3 separate regions of the Mus musculus genome follow, and all the other regions are linked to region 3. The links are chromatin contacts, called in public promoter capture Hi-C maps. All regions are on one chromosome and are shown on one strand. The core of a region is the stretch at or near the end of the contact, and the rest is flanking DNA. Distances in the headings are between cores, read along the strand shown.

Region 1 (2,700 bases), core at 129-2,628, 1.1 Mb before region 3:
TTCCATGGATTTATAACTCCTAAGTGTTTGTGGTTTCAGTCTATATTTTTAAAACGCGGCTACGGCTTGAAAGTACCCAGGTCAAGTCAAGGTCTTGATTCTCCATCTACAAATCTGATTTCACCAGAGCCCCATGGTGGAGACGTAATTGAATGCATGGCAGTGGGCCCTCTCGCTGTGGAACACCCATGGTTCCCACTCTGCCTCGAGTGGCTGCTCTCCTCCCAAGGGGTCAAACAGTGTTGCTTGCTCCTTGAGTCTGGAGGATCTGTGAGCCGGGAATTAGCACGGAGGCTGCTGGATCCCTTTATCGCACATGTGTCAGGAGACTCTGGTGGACGTTAACACACGTGGACAAGGGGCTGGCTTTTGGGTTGTTTCTACCTAAGTTATATTTTCTGTTCTCAAAGTCAGAGGAAGTGGGAGCTTTTGTTTTCTTTACATTGCCTTTGTGAAACTTTTATGGTACGTGCCAGCCTCGCCTTGACATGTTCCTTACGTGCTGTAATGTATGGTCTTTGCTTGGTTTAGTGACTTCTTTTATTAAACACAAAACAAGGCTTTACAAATTTATGAGAGGCAGACACCAAGGACCCACTTTTCCCCCCCTCTTGTTCAAGCATAGTCTTTATAAAAAAAAGCCGCTAATATTTACAGTATCACATAGCACACCCCCCTCCCCCCAGACAGGCCCCTGGCTTTCCTGATTTGCAATGGATTTGTGCTAACGTGGTTCTGCCTTGAGCAAGCTCCGGTTTAAATCAATCCAGACATAATTAAGCCAAGTTGAAATGTAATGTGATCTCACTCTCAGGCCCACTGGTTCGCTCTTCCTGCTGCAAAGCATTATTGTGTGGGGGAGGGGGTGCTCCTCCTGGATTTAGTTAGGGGCACTCTCCACACTTCCCATCCGGAACTGTTTACCCACGGAGCTTTGGGTCAGGGTCTGTGGAGTACAACCACTCCCAGGAGAGCAACATGGTGGTCATGTGAAGCACACGCACATGTGTGTTTGCACACACAACACACACATGCACATGACTGTATGTGTTACACTAAGAAATGAAGTCTACAAGGGAAGAATGGACATTTTAATAAATGTCAAAGTGGATTGAGGGAGTCTCACCATATATATTGCTATTGGGACTAGCACTGAAACAGGCTGAAGAAGACGTTGTCTGTGGGAGTGGTGTGTGTGTGTGGGGGGGTGGGGGTGGAGTATACTTGTGGTGGTACGTGGAGGGCACAGGACAACCCTTGGGTATCGGCTTTCATCTTCTGCCTTGTTTGAGACAAGGTCCCTTTTGTTGCTTGTCTCTGAGTATGCTAGACTAGCTGCTCCCTCCCTCCCATCTCCTCAAAGAGATGGTAGGCGTGTTCTACTCTGCTAGGCTTTTATCTAGAGTCTTGGGATTCACTTCTAGTCCTCACACTGGCAAAGTGAGCCATCTTTCCAGCCCAATGCAACATTGTTTTACATCAAGCTTACAAGAATTACTATGCTGGGTATATAGCTCGGTGGAAGAACGCTAGCCTGGCATACGTGAGGCCATAGGTTCAATCCCCAAAGGTGCAGAAACAAAACCAACAACAACAACAACAACAACAACAACAACAACAACAACAAACTGACAAACCAACAGCAGCAGCAGCAGCAGCAGCCACCACAAACTAGGCAAAGATTCCATTTCGAAAAGAAAGATCTAAAGAAACAGTGGACCTGCAGGTTTAATGGATTACTGTGTATTTCAGGTGCCACCCTGGTGTCTTTGTTGGCCTGCAGTGATGCTACATTGTACCCAATGACAAACCAACGACAAACTCAGAAGAAGCAAAAGCTTTCCCAGCAATGAGCAGGCAGAAACTTCTGGAAAGCAAGATGTGGTAGGACATTATATAGAATGAGGTAGTGTCCTGTGAGGACATGTCCTGTGTGGTGTGCCATGCATGCATGGTTTGGGGACTGTTAGAGGGACTCGTCATTTAGCTTCAGGGTGTATGTGTCATGTAAGATTCAGTAGAGAGGGTTTTAACTGGTATGGTGTTTCCTCAATACCTAGTTTCTAACAAAGGATATCACAGAGGGTGGGCGTTTCCAGCACTGGGGAGGGACAGTACATGTTTTCCTGAAAGTCAGTCCTATTGTCTCCACCCTGTCTTCTGTTCATAGTGAAGATGTATGACAAACAACACAGACTTAATTGCTTACAGCTTCCCGGAGACACAATCTCTTCAGTTCCTCCAGCCTCTGGCGCAGCGTCTCCTCCAGAGCTTCCTGCCTGGATTTCAAGGCAGCCAACATGTCTTTCTTGGCCGACTGCGAGCTATCTGATTCCTGAGAACCTGTTGATAAACAGCGGGGTTACTAGGCGGCTGACAAGGGACACACATCTGGACCACTAATGAAATCCACCAGAGCTCGCAACTCGGATATGGGATTTACCCCGGGAATCAAGGAGCGTGAAATGAGACAGGTGTGCAGTGTTCCAAGCGTGAGGAGTGAATTTTCAAATACCATGTGGAAATGGTATAGCTTCATGAAGGACGGTCAGGGGAGTGGACTCTCCTGAACAAGAACACTGTCATTTCTGATTGTCTTAAGACATGTCACACCAGCCAATTTTTATATGCTTTACAAAGGGAGGGGGAGAATAAAGTTTAAGTTAATATTAGTAATTTCAATCATGACTTAAATTTTCT
Region 2 (2,732 bases), core at 223-2,722, 1.5 Mb before region 3:
CTTGAACACTTAGATTGATACTGTTTCCTATTCCTGGAATCACATGGGAAGCAAAGGTTATCTGTAAAGTCACAGGGAAGAAAGGAACTAGAGAGGACCAACAAGAACTGGCCTATCAGCCGGGCAGTGGTGGTGCACGCCTTTAATCCCAGCACTCAGGAGGCAGAGGCAGGCGGATTTCTGAGTTCGAGGCCAACCTGGTCTATGAGTGAGTTCCAAGACAGCCAGGTCTACACGGAGAAACCCTGTCTTGAAAAAAAAAAAAAAAGAAAAAAAAAGGACTGGCCTATCTAATTATTGAAGTCTCTTTATCACTGTGAAATTTTCATACTAGAATTATTCCTAATCCTGAGCCAGGAGCACAGGCTTTGATAACGATGAGATGGAGAAGAAGAAAACTCCGTGTCCAGGCATCAAGATTCTTTGCTTTCTAGTCACACACTGGGTAAACAGAGTGGAGAGATAGAGACACCAATGCTGTCTTATCTCAAATCAACTAGTGGATGAATTCAGACTCTAAAGAGTGTCACTTGGAGGTGCGTGTGGTCACTGTAATCCCAGCACTCTTGAAGCTGAGGCAGGTTTCAAGAATCCTAGGCCAGGGGTGTGAATCCAGCTCCATGGCAGTGGCACAGGGCATGCTTAGAATCCATGAACCCCGTTATCCAATCATCAGCACAAAGGAAAAGGAAGAGGGGGAGGGAGGAGGAATCCCAGGACACTCTGGATCCTGCTACATACTGTTTTAAAGTAATCCAGGCAGGCACTCTAAACCCAGTAGGTGGGAAGCAGAGTCTTGAGTTCAAGGCTCACCTGATCTACACAGAAAGGTCAAGGCCAGAGCTTCTTGGAGAGACCCTGTCTTAAACATCAACAAAACTGTGCATGGAAGTCTTTGGAATTATGGAGGGTAAATATTCTGCATTTGGAAAATGGTTTTAGACCTATGTATAAATACTTGTAAAGAAAAGTTTGAATTTTACTGAAGAATGATCTGATAAATTATTCTCAACTCTGACATAATCTAGTTCCCTGAATCTGCACTATTCTAGGGATATTGTTTTCTGCGTCCAAAAATATCTAGCCTTTCCCTCGTTTACAGGTGTAGAAACAAAATCTGAAGAAATGGTAGTTCCTGTAGGTCAGACAGAGTGAAAAGTAGAAACTTTCATCTCTCTCTCTATTCAAATCCTAATATCTAAACTGGACATAGGAGCAGCAAAACTGGTTGGGACTTCAATAAGTTTACTTCCAGCAGGGAAACCAGTTGAGTGTTAACTTACAGAGATGGGCTGGAGCTCTGCTATGTGAATCTTAATTATGGGAATCTGCAGCCTCACCAACCGGAAGTTCTTTGCCCATAACAAAGATGGCCAATCAGGTTGCTCTACTGAGAGGCGGTGCTTCCCCCAGCCAAGGATCTGTGTGGTCCAAGAGTTCCGGTGGAGCCAATCAGAGCGTCCTCCACAAATGAACGCGTCGACGTCAGAGTTGGGCGGAGCCCAATTTAGTTTTTTGGCGGGATCCGCTGTGGACCGGGAAGAGGCCCGGGTCTTAGGTAAGCGTCACGGGGTTTGCGTGTGTCCGGAACTCTGGGCATCCACGCAGGGATTGGGGTCTGAGGGAGAGGCGCGGGCTCTGAGGGGCAAAGGCGCCGAGATCTGGATCCAGCGGAGCAGGCGACCTTTGGCCGAGGCTGGAACGGGCAAGGCGCCGGGGCTGGAAGATGGAGGGCTCGAGTGCTTAAGGAGCCCGTTTTGGGTTGTCTTCTCTTTTCTCTTCTCTTTTCTTTTCTCTTCTCTTCTCTTCTCTTCTCTTCTCTTCTCTTCTCTTCTCTTCTCTTCTCTTCTCTTTTTTCTTTCTTTTTAAATATTGGTTGATTATATGTAAGCTGTCTTTATACACACCAGAAGAGCGCGTCAGATCTCCTTACAGATGGTTGTGAGCCACCATGTGGTTGCTGGGCTTTGAACTCAGAACCTTTGGAAGAGCAGTCAATGCTCTTAACCGCTGAGCCACCTCCCCAACCCGGTTGTTTTCTTTTTTTAAGAGCGCCCTTTTATTTTTGTTTTTTAAAAGTTTATTTCTGCCGGACAGTGGTGGTGCACTCTGAAGAGGATCCTTATAACAAGCACACAGTGGTGGACAAATGTGCAGTTAACTAGGGCAGAGGGGCTCTAGAGGGAACCTTCGGGGTATGGCCGACTAGAAAGGCTCAGAAATTAGCTAGTTGGAGATGAGAAAGTACTCTAAAAGAGCTTTCTAGACAAAATGCCTAAGCTGAAAACAGTTCAAGAAGCTGAAAGCAAGCTAATCTAGCAGGAAGATGCAAACACAGGGAATTGAGGAAATAGAAACAAGGAAGAAGGTACCCACCCATTGCTTCTCAGGCGGGCATTGTGGATGTGGTTCTAAGGATAATTGAAAGCAGCAGAATGTAAATAAGTATACCGTAAGCCAGAACAGAACAAGTTAAGCACAATTGCCTGGCCTACACGGTAGGGTTTATATCTGAGGAAACACTAAAGCAAGGCAGAAGGCCATATCCAGATTCGGGGTGCACCAAAACCCAATCCTTTTACCAGAGTGGGTTCTATAGCCATGCTCCCACATACAACAGGAACAAACATGTCTTATAAATTGAATGCAAATGTTTGTTGAAGGAGGCTGGAAATCAGGTCCAAGAACCATCCAGGGAGCAAGCTATACTTGAGGTTAAAGGCCCTCTCTCT
Region 3 (2,700 bases), core at 39-2,538:
ATTTTATATATGTGAGTACACTGTCACTGTCCTCAGCCACACCAGAAGAGGGCATCAGACCCCATTACAGATTGTGAGCCACCATGTAGTTGCTGGGAATTGCACTCAGGACCTCTGGAAAAGCAGTCAGTGCTCTTAACCACTGAGCCATCTCTCCAGCCCTTTTTTGTTTATTAAAGTAGTTTCATACATCAATCTATAATGATTTCAAAATAGTTTGAAGTTCTATAATAAAATCCTGCTTGCCCAAGATGAGATCTTTAACTGAAATTATAACTGTTAAACCAGTATCTTTAGCTACAGAAATTTTAAATAACATCTAAACTTATTTTAAATTTCTAGAGGAAGGTTTGATAATTGCTGATAGAAAGCTGGACTCCAACTACTATTAATACTATTTACTTACAATAAGACTCAACTGCCCATTCCACATGAATCTTGTCTCCATTTTCTGTTCAGTACATCTGCTCTCAAGATGAGAAGATATATGTTTACATCACTTCAATAAAACAAGAAGTGCTACAGTGGTCCCAAAGGGACTATCAAAACTGTTCATCTTGGCTCTTGTTAACAGTCCTCTACAAAATACACTGTTTTTTTGTTTTGTTTTGTTTTTACAAAACCTAGGTACTATAACACCCTCAAAACCAGGTGGGATGGTGGAATTGAAGGTATGATCGCCAAGTCCACAGAAGAAAACAGGCGTCTATTTTATCGTTCTCTAGGAATTAATGTGCTCCTTTGTAAAGCAGCTTGTCTATAAAGTCCTAGTCAGCCGTACCCTTGTCTTTGATTTCAGCAACCCTAACGTATTGCCATGTTTTATTTACCTCCTAGGAATGGCAATTAGTTTGAACCTCAAAACATGTCTTCTGAGCAGAGAAGCAAGTCTCCTCGGTTAGGAGCAACAAAATCAAGTTGGCAGCGGAGACCATTTGCACAAAATCTAATACGAATCCTATTTCACTCCTTTTTCTGCGCCACCTTAATAATGACAGCAAAAGCAGAAGGGTGAAATGTTATTTACAGCTTGGGCCGGGAGAAGCTGCTTAGGCAATTGCTAGGCTGAGCGCGGTGTCGCCGCCATGCAAGCAGGTCACACACCGCTCACCTTCACAGTCAGCCCTCGGCCCCACACCGGCCTCCAGGCCCTGCGCCAGCACAGGGTTCGAGATACAAAACCCGGCGCAAAAGGTCACCAGAGCAGTTGGACTGATGCACCGCATGCTGAGCCTGGGACCCGGAACTACCCACACCTTCCTTACTGTAGTGGGGGCTGCCTCGTGAAGCCGGAAAGAGGCAGGAAACAAGTGACGCAATCTCACCAGGCGTTCCCATTGGCTCTGATGAACGGCGCTCAGGAGAGGGAGGAGCTAATGACCCTCTTCCGGGCCTTTCCGGCTTGAGCTTGAGCAGACCGGCGTTTACGCCGGGCTCCCAAGGAGCGCGGAGTGATGCGCTAAAACTATTGGCTAACCGTTCTGATGAAAGGCGGCATCCTTATGTTGATTGGCTGCGACTTGGGAGGCCGGCGCAGCAGACCGGACGCAGTAGGCGGGCGGGAACGTGAAGTCTCCGCAGTGCCTGATGGGCTTGTTCCGAGGAAGCTAGCTGAAGCTGCTGAAGGGTCCTTCGTTGAGCTGCCGTGGTCTCCGCCGCCTTATGGCGGCGATCGGCGTGCACCTGGGCTGCACATCAGCCTGTGTGGCTGTCTACAAGGTGAGCCTGGGAAGCTGTCTCCGGGTTCCGTGGCGGCCACCCTGTTTTCTGGGCTCCGGGTCATCGGCCCGGGAACCGTGCGTGCAAGCAAGTGGCAATGTTGCGGGTTCTCGGCTCTCCCTCCAAGGCCAAGCACGCTGTGTGGAGGGTGGATACAGAGAGCCGGATCTTGGATACTCCAGGGTATCCTGGACGTCTTGGCTGTTTGAGGAGTTTTAGGGACGAAAAGGCCTCAAGCATGCAGGGTGCACTTAGGAGACCGGGCCATAGGATGCCCAGAAGAGTTCAAAAGACGTCAGGGCTCCAGGATGCCTGGAGTCCTCGGGGCGGGGGACATCGTTCTTGTAAAGACGCCTAGAACAAACCTGGATGTCAGGACCCCCTGGATGCTAGAGAAGTCCTAGTGACAACTGACCGCAGAGTCCCTAAGAGGTCACGGTGACGTCACTGGTTCGGGGTTCCCGGAGGTGGGAGGTATTTGAATTTCTGAGCAACCAGAGCACTGTGTAACTGCCCTCGAGAGAAGGGTTCCTAGTTAAGAACTGACTCTTGCTGTACACACTTGATTCTAGAACTGAGAACTTAACAAGGAACTATAGCTTTTTCCTCCTCAATATCGATGGAGAAGGAACAATGTTAAGGAATTTAACCGATGCTATCTTCGGTTTTAAGTCTCATTCGATTTATCAGGAAAGTCCCAGGGGAGTAGCTACTTCGTTTGTAGGGAAGCAGGTGGAAAAGCTGTATTTGTGGGAGAGTCGTGTAATCATGCTTGCTAGGTATAGAATGTTGTATACATTTGATCCAGCTTACTGCACAGATCTAAACGGGAAAATGCATGGGCTAGAAGAAGCCTTTTATTAAACTATAAGAAACAAATAGTGGCAGTTAAAAGACCAGTTTATGAGGGACAATCTAAGAAAGAGAGACACTGCCAACCTAGTAAGGTTTTGCAAGGTGGAGTAGTCTGAGGACTGAACT

What was found. Promoter capture Hi-C pulls out the DNA fragments that hold promoters and counts their contacts. Capture Hi-C pulls out chosen DNA fragments and counts their contacts.
Region 1: a promoter capture Hi-C map of embryonic stem cells shows a contact between it and region 3, with 4 times the contacts expected there. The contact joins the enhancer-like site here to the promoter of Cdnf in region 3. A contact is called at or near these places in 3 of 39 promoter capture datasets (cranial neural crest, embryonic stem cells and hippocampal neurons), 1 of 484 Hi-C or Micro-C datasets (bone marrow-derived macrophages), 7 of 115 datasets of contacts at active chromatin or transcription factors (bone marrow-derived macrophages, embryonic stem cells, extraembryonic endoderm stem cells and 2 more) and 4 of 9 other capture datasets (adipose tissue, embryonic stem cells, liver and 1 more).
Region 2: a promoter capture Hi-C map of adipose tissue shows a contact between it and region 3, with 3 times the contacts expected there. The contact joins the promoter of Mcm10 here to the promoter of Cdnf in region 3. A contact is called at or near these places in 1 of 39 promoter capture datasets (liver), 1 of 115 datasets of contacts at active chromatin or transcription factors (embryonic stem cells) and 3 of 9 other capture datasets (adipose tissue, embryonic stem cells and liver).

Annotation. Positions count from the first base shown.
Region 1 is chr2:4,586,004-4,588,703 of GRCm38.p6, reverse strand. It overlaps Frmd4a (FERM domain containing 4A), which reads right to left. Exons shown (of 23, transcript NM_172475.3): 15 at 2,210-2,343. Gm13179 (a long non-coding RNA gene) reads left to right here. Exons shown (of 3, transcript XR_003953990.1): 2 at 1,753-1,884; 3 at 2,171-2,255. Among named protein-coding and RNA genes, the nearest start is that of Gm13179, 7.2 kb to the left of the region's middle. RefSeq lists an enhancer at 1-1,119. Within about 2 kb of position 1,378, at least 29 of the 459 cell types and tissues checked have an H3K27ac peak or open chromatin away from gene starts, as enhancers often do.
Region 2 is chr2:5,011,531-5,014,262 of GRCm38.p6, reverse strand. It overlaps Mcm10 (minichromosome maintenance 10 replication initiation factor), which reads left to right and starts at 1,472. Exons shown (of 20, transcript NM_027290.3): 1 at 1,472-1,558.
Region 3 is chr2:3,511,653-3,514,352 of GRCm38.p6, reverse strand. It overlaps Cdnf (cerebral dopamine neurotrophic factor), which reads right to left and starts at 1,288. Exons shown (of 4, transcript NM_177647.4): 1 at 1,112-1,288. The coding sequence starts at 1,226. Hspa14 (heat shock protein 14) reads left to right here and starts at 1,539. Exons shown (of 14, transcript NM_015765.2): 1 at 1,539-1,719. The coding sequence starts at 1,663.